Regions from separate parts of the Mus musculus genome. Here region 1 is linked to region 2. The links are chromatin contacts, called in public Hi-C maps. All regions are on one chromosome and are shown on one strand. The core of a region is the stretch at or near the end of the contact, and the rest is flanking DNA. Distances in the headings are between cores, read along the strand shown. Region 1 overlaps Gm35634 (a long non-coding RNA gene). Region 2 overlaps Pum1 (pumilio RNA-binding family member 1).

Region 1 (4,450 bases), core at 476-2,975, 650 kb after region 2:
CCTTACATCTACTTAATCTATGACTTATTTTTTTTGTGCTAGTTCCTCCCAGAGTGGGCTGTGATTGGATGTACCCTATGCTAGTTCCCCATAGACTATGCTATGATTGGATGTAACTTAGGCTATTTCTTCCCAGACTAAGCTGTGATTGGATGTACCCTGTGCTCGTTCCCCGTAGACTGTGCTGTGATTGGATGTACCCTGCAGCTGCGGTCTCAGAAAGTATCATTTCTTCCTGTCTGGATTTATGACAGTGCATCCTTTCTCAAGGCTATCTCCTGTCCACCCACCATCTCCTTGACCTGCTCCCCCTCCAGGAGAGCATCAGACAGGACTCTTCTCCCCCGCCTTGATGAATAAAGGGGGTCCAGGGAAGCCAGTGGCCTGTTGCATTACTATGAAATGACTCTGCCCCGAGGAAATTCATGACACTTGGCCAAGGGTCAAACTATGCTTGGTCAGGCTTATCCTGGCTTGGAGTTCTCTCTTTACCTTGTCAGCTAGCTCCTCATCGATGAGGGACCAGAGTACAAGTGTGGGCAGTCAAAAGAGGTCAGTATAGGCTCGGCCTCAGTTGCCAAAGCCATCCAACAAGACAGGTAGCCCAGGATGGTGCTGACCTCCTGTGTTTGAAAGATCCCTGATTACTATTCACAGGACAGTGAGGAGGGGGCTGTGTAGCGACAGAAGCTCCAGGCATGTGTCTTCTTTATCCCCCACCCCCGTCCCTGTCAGATTCTCAAGGTACCTGTGGCCGTCACTCGAGGAAGCACAAGCAAGATGCTCAGGGGCTGAGATTCGAAATTCCATCAAGGAATGTCTGACTCTAAGAACTAAGCTGGGATTCTGGCGTGCCCAGTATGGGAGGCACAGACAGCTTGGAAAAGGGAGGTCCCAGACCCCCTTCTGTCTCAGCATCTGAGGAGTAGGCTAGGATGATGGTCTTGGGCCATGTTAGGCTGTGTTTCTGGATTCCATCATGTTTCCTTCCTCCCCTGACTTCACCTAGAGGCAGGACCCTGCAGGACAGAGGTGGAGAGAGAGACACTGCCCCTTGGGTCCTACAAGTGGAACGGGCACACTGTTGCTGGACCCTGAGTCCCAGACTTGTATCTATGCTCCCCTCCTATGAGATTAGAGAGCCCCCTGCAGCTCTCAGGACCCCAGTCTGGGCCCAGATGAGCTCAGGCCAGGCAGGGTATTCCCAAAAGGAATAGCCACCAAGTTTCTCCCTTGAAGGGGTGACTCAGCCATCTCAGAAACCCCTCTCGTTCTCCATCTCCACCCGACCCTGGTTGCCCTGAGAGCCTGGCTGGATCTTCCCTCAGGAAGACCTCGGCACAGGCATCTATTTCGTCCCCTCATAACGCCTCCCTTCCCCCATGCACACCCTCCGATGACAGGGCTGCACCACCCCAGGCTTCCCTTCCCTGCACGTCGTCACTACTTCTGCCCGTGGGGCTCCTCAGCACTGCTGTCTGCTGAGCTAAGTGAGGTTAACCCATCCCCAGGGATGCCTGCGCCCACTCCTCAGAGTGGTGAAATGGAGCCTGAATCCCCAGGGACAGAGCCCACAAGGCCGAGGCCTTGGCAGATGGGCGCCCAGCTGAGCGTATCTTTTCCCTGGGATATTAATTACGGTAAGGAAGGCGGGCACAGTCTGGATGCGGGTGGAAATTTCCCGGTGCATTTTGCTCAGACAAGAAGCAGCAGGAGTGGAGAGCAGCAACCCCCTCCTTCCTTGTCTGTCTGTTCTTCCCAAGAAAGAGCCTGCTTCTCCATGGGGCTTCCCATGACCACAGTCTGACCCTCTGCATCTCCAAGGCTCGGAGGAGGGTTGCTCCGCAAGTCAGGGTCTGCTCTGTGTAAAGGAAGTTGGTTTCCCAGGGGCAGGCAGGGGAGGTGGCTGGGATATTGGGAACAGGTTCCCCATGGGATCCTCTAGGATATCTCCATGCCCCCCCCCCCAAACCGCAGTTCTGCCTCAGCAACTCCTGTGATGGGGTCCTGGAGTCAGTTGCTGCTGTGAAAAAGGCCAGAGTACAGAGCTTATAGATCTGGCCATGGAGAAAGGATAAGCCATCTCTTCTGTCGATTTCAGCAGCTTTTTGGGAATACCCTGTCTGGCCTAGGCTCATCTGGGCCCAGACTGGGGTCCTGGGAGCTGCAGGGGGCTCTCTAATCTCATAGGAGGGGAGCAGAGATGCAAGTCTTGGACTCAGGGACCACCAGCAGTGTTCCAGTTCCACTTGTAGGACCCAAGGGACAGTGGCTCTCTCTCTCCACCTCTGTCCTGCAGGGTCATGCCTCTAGGACTCCATGTGGCAGGCTGTGTGGACCACTGGGCATCCCTAGCTAGCCTAGGATCTCCAATGATGTTAATTGAAAGGAAGTCCCAAAGGCCCCAAGCTTGGGTCTCAGGCAGCCTGGTGGAAGCTAGCATCCCTATGCCAAGGACCTGAGCTCATGACCTGCAGCCTTTTTGTGGGGACTGTACCTGTCACAACAGAAGACAGATCAGACTATGTGGCCTCATTATGTTCCTGCCTATGTTCTTCAGCCCTGCCCAGGCTGTGAAGGCTGCTATAGTAACCACACAGATGAGGTGACAGAGGGAGTACCTGGACACCGCCAAGAGAGCATCTCAGCTGCCAGAGCCTGTGGGGTCCCCAGAGATTTGAAGAAAGAAACCAGAGGCTGAAGGGCCTGAGGTTTGAGACCTCCCAAGGGAAGAAGGAAGTAGGGGGTAAGGTAATGGTTTGAACCACACTCCTCCCAGGCCCTACAACTTGATAGATATTTACATACTGATACATGTAACCCTTTAGAAACAGGACAATGCAGTTGAATGTCCAGCATACAGACATCAGGCCTGGCTCCTCAACCCATACTCCCTACTGGACTAGCCCCAACTCACTTTAGGGTCTCAGGTGCCCATAGGAGAGGAGGCAATGCTCCCATTTCACAGCCAAACAAACTGAGTTCTCAGAAACCACGACCATGTGGCAGACAGAGCCCATCCTGATCATTGGTTATGAAGACCCCATTGTTCCCAGACTGCCTGGGTCTTTTTTTTTTTTTTTTTTTTTTTTTTAGAATCTGAGTCACAGAGTTTAATGAAAAGACACCCTACTTGGCGATGTGACTAGAGGATATGACATGCTAGCGAGGAAGATAGCTTGACAGTGGCCTGCTCCAAAGCTAGGCTCAGCCTACAGTGGCAAAGAGGCTATCTGGTCCGGCTGGAACTGCTTGGCAAGTACCCCAGGTAGAAGACATCTCCCCAGAGGCAGGCAAGAGGGAGGTATGTTCCATCAACTGTAGCTGGAAGTATCAGACTCATCACAGTGCAGGCACATGGTCACCTGTCCCTGAATGGACCACGAGGTTACCAAGAGCTGTGCAGTCTCTGTGCACCACTGTGGTCAGATTCCTCAAATGAGAGAGATACAGTAGCGAGAAATGCAAAACTGTTTCTTCCGCAGTGTCCCTTCAGTGCCCTCTACTGACAGAGTTGGGCATTGCTTCATGGCTCATCGAGGGAAGGCTGGGGTGGGATTGAGAGCCACCAAGCAACAACAAACCATGGTCTGCAAACAATGGCTAGCTGTTCACTGGTAGCCTGTGGCTGCTTCTGGAATGGGTCGTGAGCTAGAAACTCTTTCCCCTTTCTCTTAGTGATTGAAAGAAGTTCATGACAAGTCTTCCATGATGCATCAATACTGTATGCTGTTCAGGCTTCAGTTTTTCTGGACTACATTTTAGATTATGTCATTTTTTTTTAAAGGCAGAGATGTGGGGCTTTTTTCCCGCCTCTGACCACACCTGATTCATTTTCTAGACCCATTTTTGAGTCCCTCAAGCCCCAAATCAGCCCTAATATATTTAGTATCTAGTCTCTACAGAAAACATAGGCTCTGCTCCAAGTCACTAGGGATTCGGCTTCTTCAGTCAGCATTGGTCAACTGCCACCCCCACTCCCCCAGCACTGCCCATTCTGGGAGACACCAGGGACTCTCACTGTGGTGTCACATATGAGCCATCAGGAGGCAGGGACTCTACTCTGATTTCCTAAGATCTGTTCCACGGCAGAGGTCTCTGGGAAGGTGCTGGGTGAAGTCATCTGAAGTTGTGACTCGCTCCACACGCACAAACATCCAGCTCTATGGCCGGATCTGAGCCAACCCTGGTTTGCAACCCAGAGGCCAAGTGTGGTCCATCGCTTCACACAGCTCCGCATCTTCCCTTCCACGAACATCCTTTTCAACACACATCCCAGCCTAAGACACACCCATCCTGTGTTGGAGATGGGCCCATTTCACCGTCAAGGTAGCTGAGGCCCAGAAAAGCTACCAAGTAGAAAGAGAGAGTGGAAATGACAGAAGCTTCTGAGATCTGGTGTTACATTCTAGCCCGGGTGCCTTAGGTCAACCCCGACTTTCCACAACCA
Region 2 (3,913 bases), core at 1,265-3,764:
ACTGCTGACCTTGTAGGCTTCACCCCTCTCCTTTGGCATGGTACTCCTTGAGATTTTTATGATTTGGGGTTGGGAACAGTTAAAACACCCCTTACCCCATCTTCTGTTTCCTGAGTGGAAAGATTAATATCTGAGCAGAAGGAAGTCAGCACTGTAGCTGTCTCTGCGCTCCAAGTGAGGTCCTCTCTCACCTGGGTGCACATGAATGCCCGGATGGAGGAGTAAGGCATGGGGGTTAGGGCTGGGGAGTGGTGACTACCGTGAGGTTGGAAGAATGGGTTTCTGGGTTGTGATGCCTTTGCGCTTCCTTATCCCTAGTTTGTCTTTGGAAAGACAGACAGTCAGATCCGCTCTGTCCTTGAGCTGCATTGGCACAGTGTCTGCCCTCTTCACTTGTCTCTTTCCTTTTCTATTTATTTATTTATTGCTGTGATCAAGCACAATGACCACAAGCAGCTTGGGAAGGAAAGGGGCTACCTCATCTTTAAAACAGACACTTAGCCTACTCCATTGTTGAGGGAATTGAACAGCAGGAACCTGGAGGCAGGAGGAGTGCTGCTTGCTGGCTTGCCTTGTTCAATCTGATTGTTTATAGCAGCCAGGGGTGTCCCGCCCACAGGCCAATCAGGTGGGGGCATTTTCTCAACCAAGGTTCCTTCTAAAGTAACTAGCTTGTATCATGTTGACATTAAAAACTAGCCAGCAGTCAGCCCCTTGTCAGCTTAATTTAACCCTGTTCATCTCCAAGATCTCTTATTAATATTAACCTCATAATATAAAACATTTCAATGTTTAAAGCCCTGTAGTCTTTACAAATACTTTAAAAGTTCAGTTTCTTTAAAATATCCAGTCTCTTTAAAAGTTCAAGCCTCTAAAATATCCATAGTCCCTAAAACTCTGAAAGTCTCTCAGCTGGCTCCTGTAAGAGCAAACTAAGTTAAATCCTTTCTTAGTCCAAGAAGGCAGAGTAGGGCACAGTGACTCAAAGCAAAACCAAAGCCCAGCAGTGAGAGTTCTGGATTCACCGGGGTCTTTTGGGTCCCCCCCCGAGGGCTTGGACAAGCCCCCCACAGTCCCCCACAGCCCGCTTAGTTATCTCCTAGTCTTCGGCTGGCTGCACTGCATAGCTGGGGCCAAGCCAGCTTAGCCAGCAGTCAACGGGGAGAGAGGGAGGGAGGGAGGGAGAATTAAAGAAAGAAAGGACGCTTAGACACCATTGTAACATGACTCCAGCCAGTGCTGAGGCGGGTTTACTTGTTGTCAGTCTGCATTTATACCATTCTAGGTATATGCGAAGAGTAGGATCAGTTCTAGGTCGAGGATGAAGTCGTCAAGGAACAAACAAGCAATACAGAAAGTCCCATAGTCACTGTGTCTAGGGGTTTATCAGGATGACCAAGATAAAAGGAATACAATATATTCCTCAACTGTATTCATCTTGGGCCTTGTGCTAGTCCAGTGTAAATATTCTTATCTGAGCCTACTCCCTTGTCCTCCTAGTCTAGTGTAAATATTCTTCAATATCCTTGAAGCAGCATTAAGGACTGTATTGGTCTCCACCTTTACCAGTAACCTCTCCGGAGTATTCTTCAGGGATTCTGACCCTGCCATGTTATTACCAAGCTTCAACTTCTCTCATGCTTCATTGCATCTTAGGCCTTCTACCCACTGAGGCTGCACCCCATCAGCGGCCCCTCCTATCCTCTCACAGTGCCAAGGTTCAGAGTCGTTCCATGACCTCTTAACAGGCAAGAGTGTCTTACACGTTACCAAGGTTTGTTGCAGCATGACGAGCCCCTTGACTCCTGGGCTACAGCGTCTGTGTACTGACCCTGAGGAAATGCTCTCGGAAGATTTGCTTCACTGATGCCGGTCTCTTCTTCTTTTTTTTTGTTTTTTGTTTTTTGTTTGTTTTGGTTTTTCAAGACAGGGTTTCTCTGTGTAGCCCTGGCTGTCCTGGAACTCACTCTGTAGACCAGGCTGGCCTCGAACTCAGAGATCCACCTGCCTCTGCCTCCCAAGTGCTGGGATTAAAGGCGTGCGCCACCACCGCCCCGCTGCTGATCTTTTCTTAATCACAGCCCCAGCTGACCAGTATCAATTGTACCAGCAAAGCAAAGGTTTCACTTCAGCGGTTAATACAAATATCACTTAAATGGCCCCAGTAGAGCCCTTGCTTCCCTCAGACGCTTAACAAATAGTGCTTTTTTGTCTGTACTGCTAGCAACATTATCTTAAAGCTCCCACAGAAGCCCACTAAGCTCTGAGCATACGGTGGCTTTTCCAGCCCAAACTTCAGGTGCTACCACAATCCTCCTTAGCACTCCCAGCACTACTGACCTGGTACCAAGTTATGTCTTAGGGTTTCTGTTGCTGTTGTGAACAACACCAAAAGCAGCTGAGCAGGAAGGGATTTGTTTCATCTTACAGTTTTTCCATCATCCAAGGCAGGCAGGGCAGGAAGCTCTGGCACTGGCTGATTCAGAAGTCACGGGGACTGCTGCTTCTTGGCTTGGTCCCAGTAGTTTGCTCAGCCTGCTTTCTTAGAGCACCCAGAACCACCCGCACATGGTGGTACCACTCACATCAATCATCAAACAAGAAAATGCGTCACAGGCTTGTCCACACACAGCCCAATTAGGTGGGGGCATTTTCTCAATTGAGGTTTCCTCTACCATAATGAGTCTAACTTGTAAAGTTGATGTAAAAACTAGCCAGTGCAATTGGTCACTGTTAACTGGAAGAAATCCTGTGCCCTGGCGAGGCAGGGATCTGGTGGTGAGTTCAGACATCTGGTTCCCCAAAGGAAGCCCCAACTGTCAGGACAACCTGGTTTTCTACGTGCAGCTGGCTGGCATAGGCTATTCTGTCATGGTTCTCTGTCCTTTGTCAGTGCTTAGGGCAAGAGCTCCCGTCTTTACCTCGTGGCTTGCTAGCAATAAGAGGACAGGAGTACCTTTCGGGATGAAGCACTATATATGTACACTGTATATTCTGTGTCTGGGTCTGTCTGGGAAGGGTCTGGAGGTGCCTCTCCAGCCAAGAGTAATACCCACACTGTCCTCTCCAGATCCGGCCACACATTGCGACGCTTCGAAAGTACACCTATGGCAAGCACATCCTGGCCAAGCTCGAGAAGTACTACATGAAGAATGGCGTGGACTTGGGGCCCATTTGTGGTCCCCCTAATGGTATCATCTGAACAGTGCACCCACGTCCCTGTCCCGCTGACCTCACTGACCCTGGCAGATCCAACCAGCAACCAGAGGTGCCCAGCTCAGCGTCGGAAGTGGGCAACGGTTGCTCCGGGATTGCTCCCTCCTCCAAAAAACAGAATCAGATCCACTTGTGGAAAGGCCTTTGTAAATTTCATTTTATTACACATAACATGTACTAATTATTTTTTTTAATTGACTAATTGCCCTGCTGTTTACTGGTGTATAGGAACTTGTACATAGGTAATCAGTGTACATGGGAGGCCACATGCTTTGTTCAATGTTGTATCTATATTCCACATGTGGACACTTTCAGGGTGGTTGGTTTAACAAAAAAAGTTAAAAAAAAAGACAAAAAAAGGTTTTTAACTCATTTGCCTTGTGGCAAGTTTTGCAAATAGCTCTTCCCCACCTCCTCATTTTATTATTAAAAAAAAAAAACCTGAGAAATTTGAATTTTAGTTAAATGATCTCAAACTGGCATTTAACACTGTTTATAAAATATATATATATATACATATATACATATATGAAATGGGAACGTTTCAGAGTTGCTAGAGCATCAGCCTGTGATATGGAGTTTATGACGCTCTTTTTTTGGAGATGACCTCGTGCTGAGGGAGGTGGTAGCTGCAGATCCAGGAGGAGCGGGGACCCCAGAGGCCCAAGGCCAGTGGGCATGGCCACTTGCTGCCTGT

The links. A called contact is a pair of places that touch in the nucleus more often than the background predicts.
Region 1: a Hi-C map of cerebral cortex shows a contact between it and region 2, with 3 times the contacts expected there. The contact joins two enhancer-like sites. A contact is called at or near these places in 2 of 39 promoter capture datasets (hippocampal neurons and pre-B cells), 2 of 484 Hi-C or Micro-C datasets (cerebral cortex and palatal mesenchyme) and 1 of 115 datasets of contacts at active chromatin or transcription factors (forebrain).

What each region holds. Positions count from the first base shown.
Region 1 is chr4:131,427,931-131,432,380 of GRCm38.p6, forward strand. It overlaps Gm35634 (a long non-coding RNA gene), which reads left to right. Exons shown (of 4, transcript XR_390798.2): 4 at 179-373. Among named protein-coding and RNA genes, the nearest start is that of Gm35634, 21 kb to the left of the region's middle. Within about 2 kb of position 1,726, at least 19 of the 459 cell types and tissues checked have an H3K27ac peak or open chromatin away from gene starts, as enhancers often do. A contact at or near this core is called in cerebral cortex, where this site is marked.
Region 2 is chr4:130,776,702-130,780,614 of GRCm38.p6, forward strand. Pum1 (pumilio RNA-binding family member 1) reads left to right here. Exons shown (of 22, transcript NM_030722.3): 22 at 3,071-3,913. The coding sequence ends at 3,202. Among named protein-coding and RNA genes, the nearest start is that of Gm23711, 2.9 kb to the left of the region's middle. Within about 2 kb of position 2,515, at least 22 of the 459 cell types and tissues checked have an H3K27ac peak or open chromatin away from gene starts, as enhancers often do. A contact at or near this core is called in cerebral cortex, where this site is marked.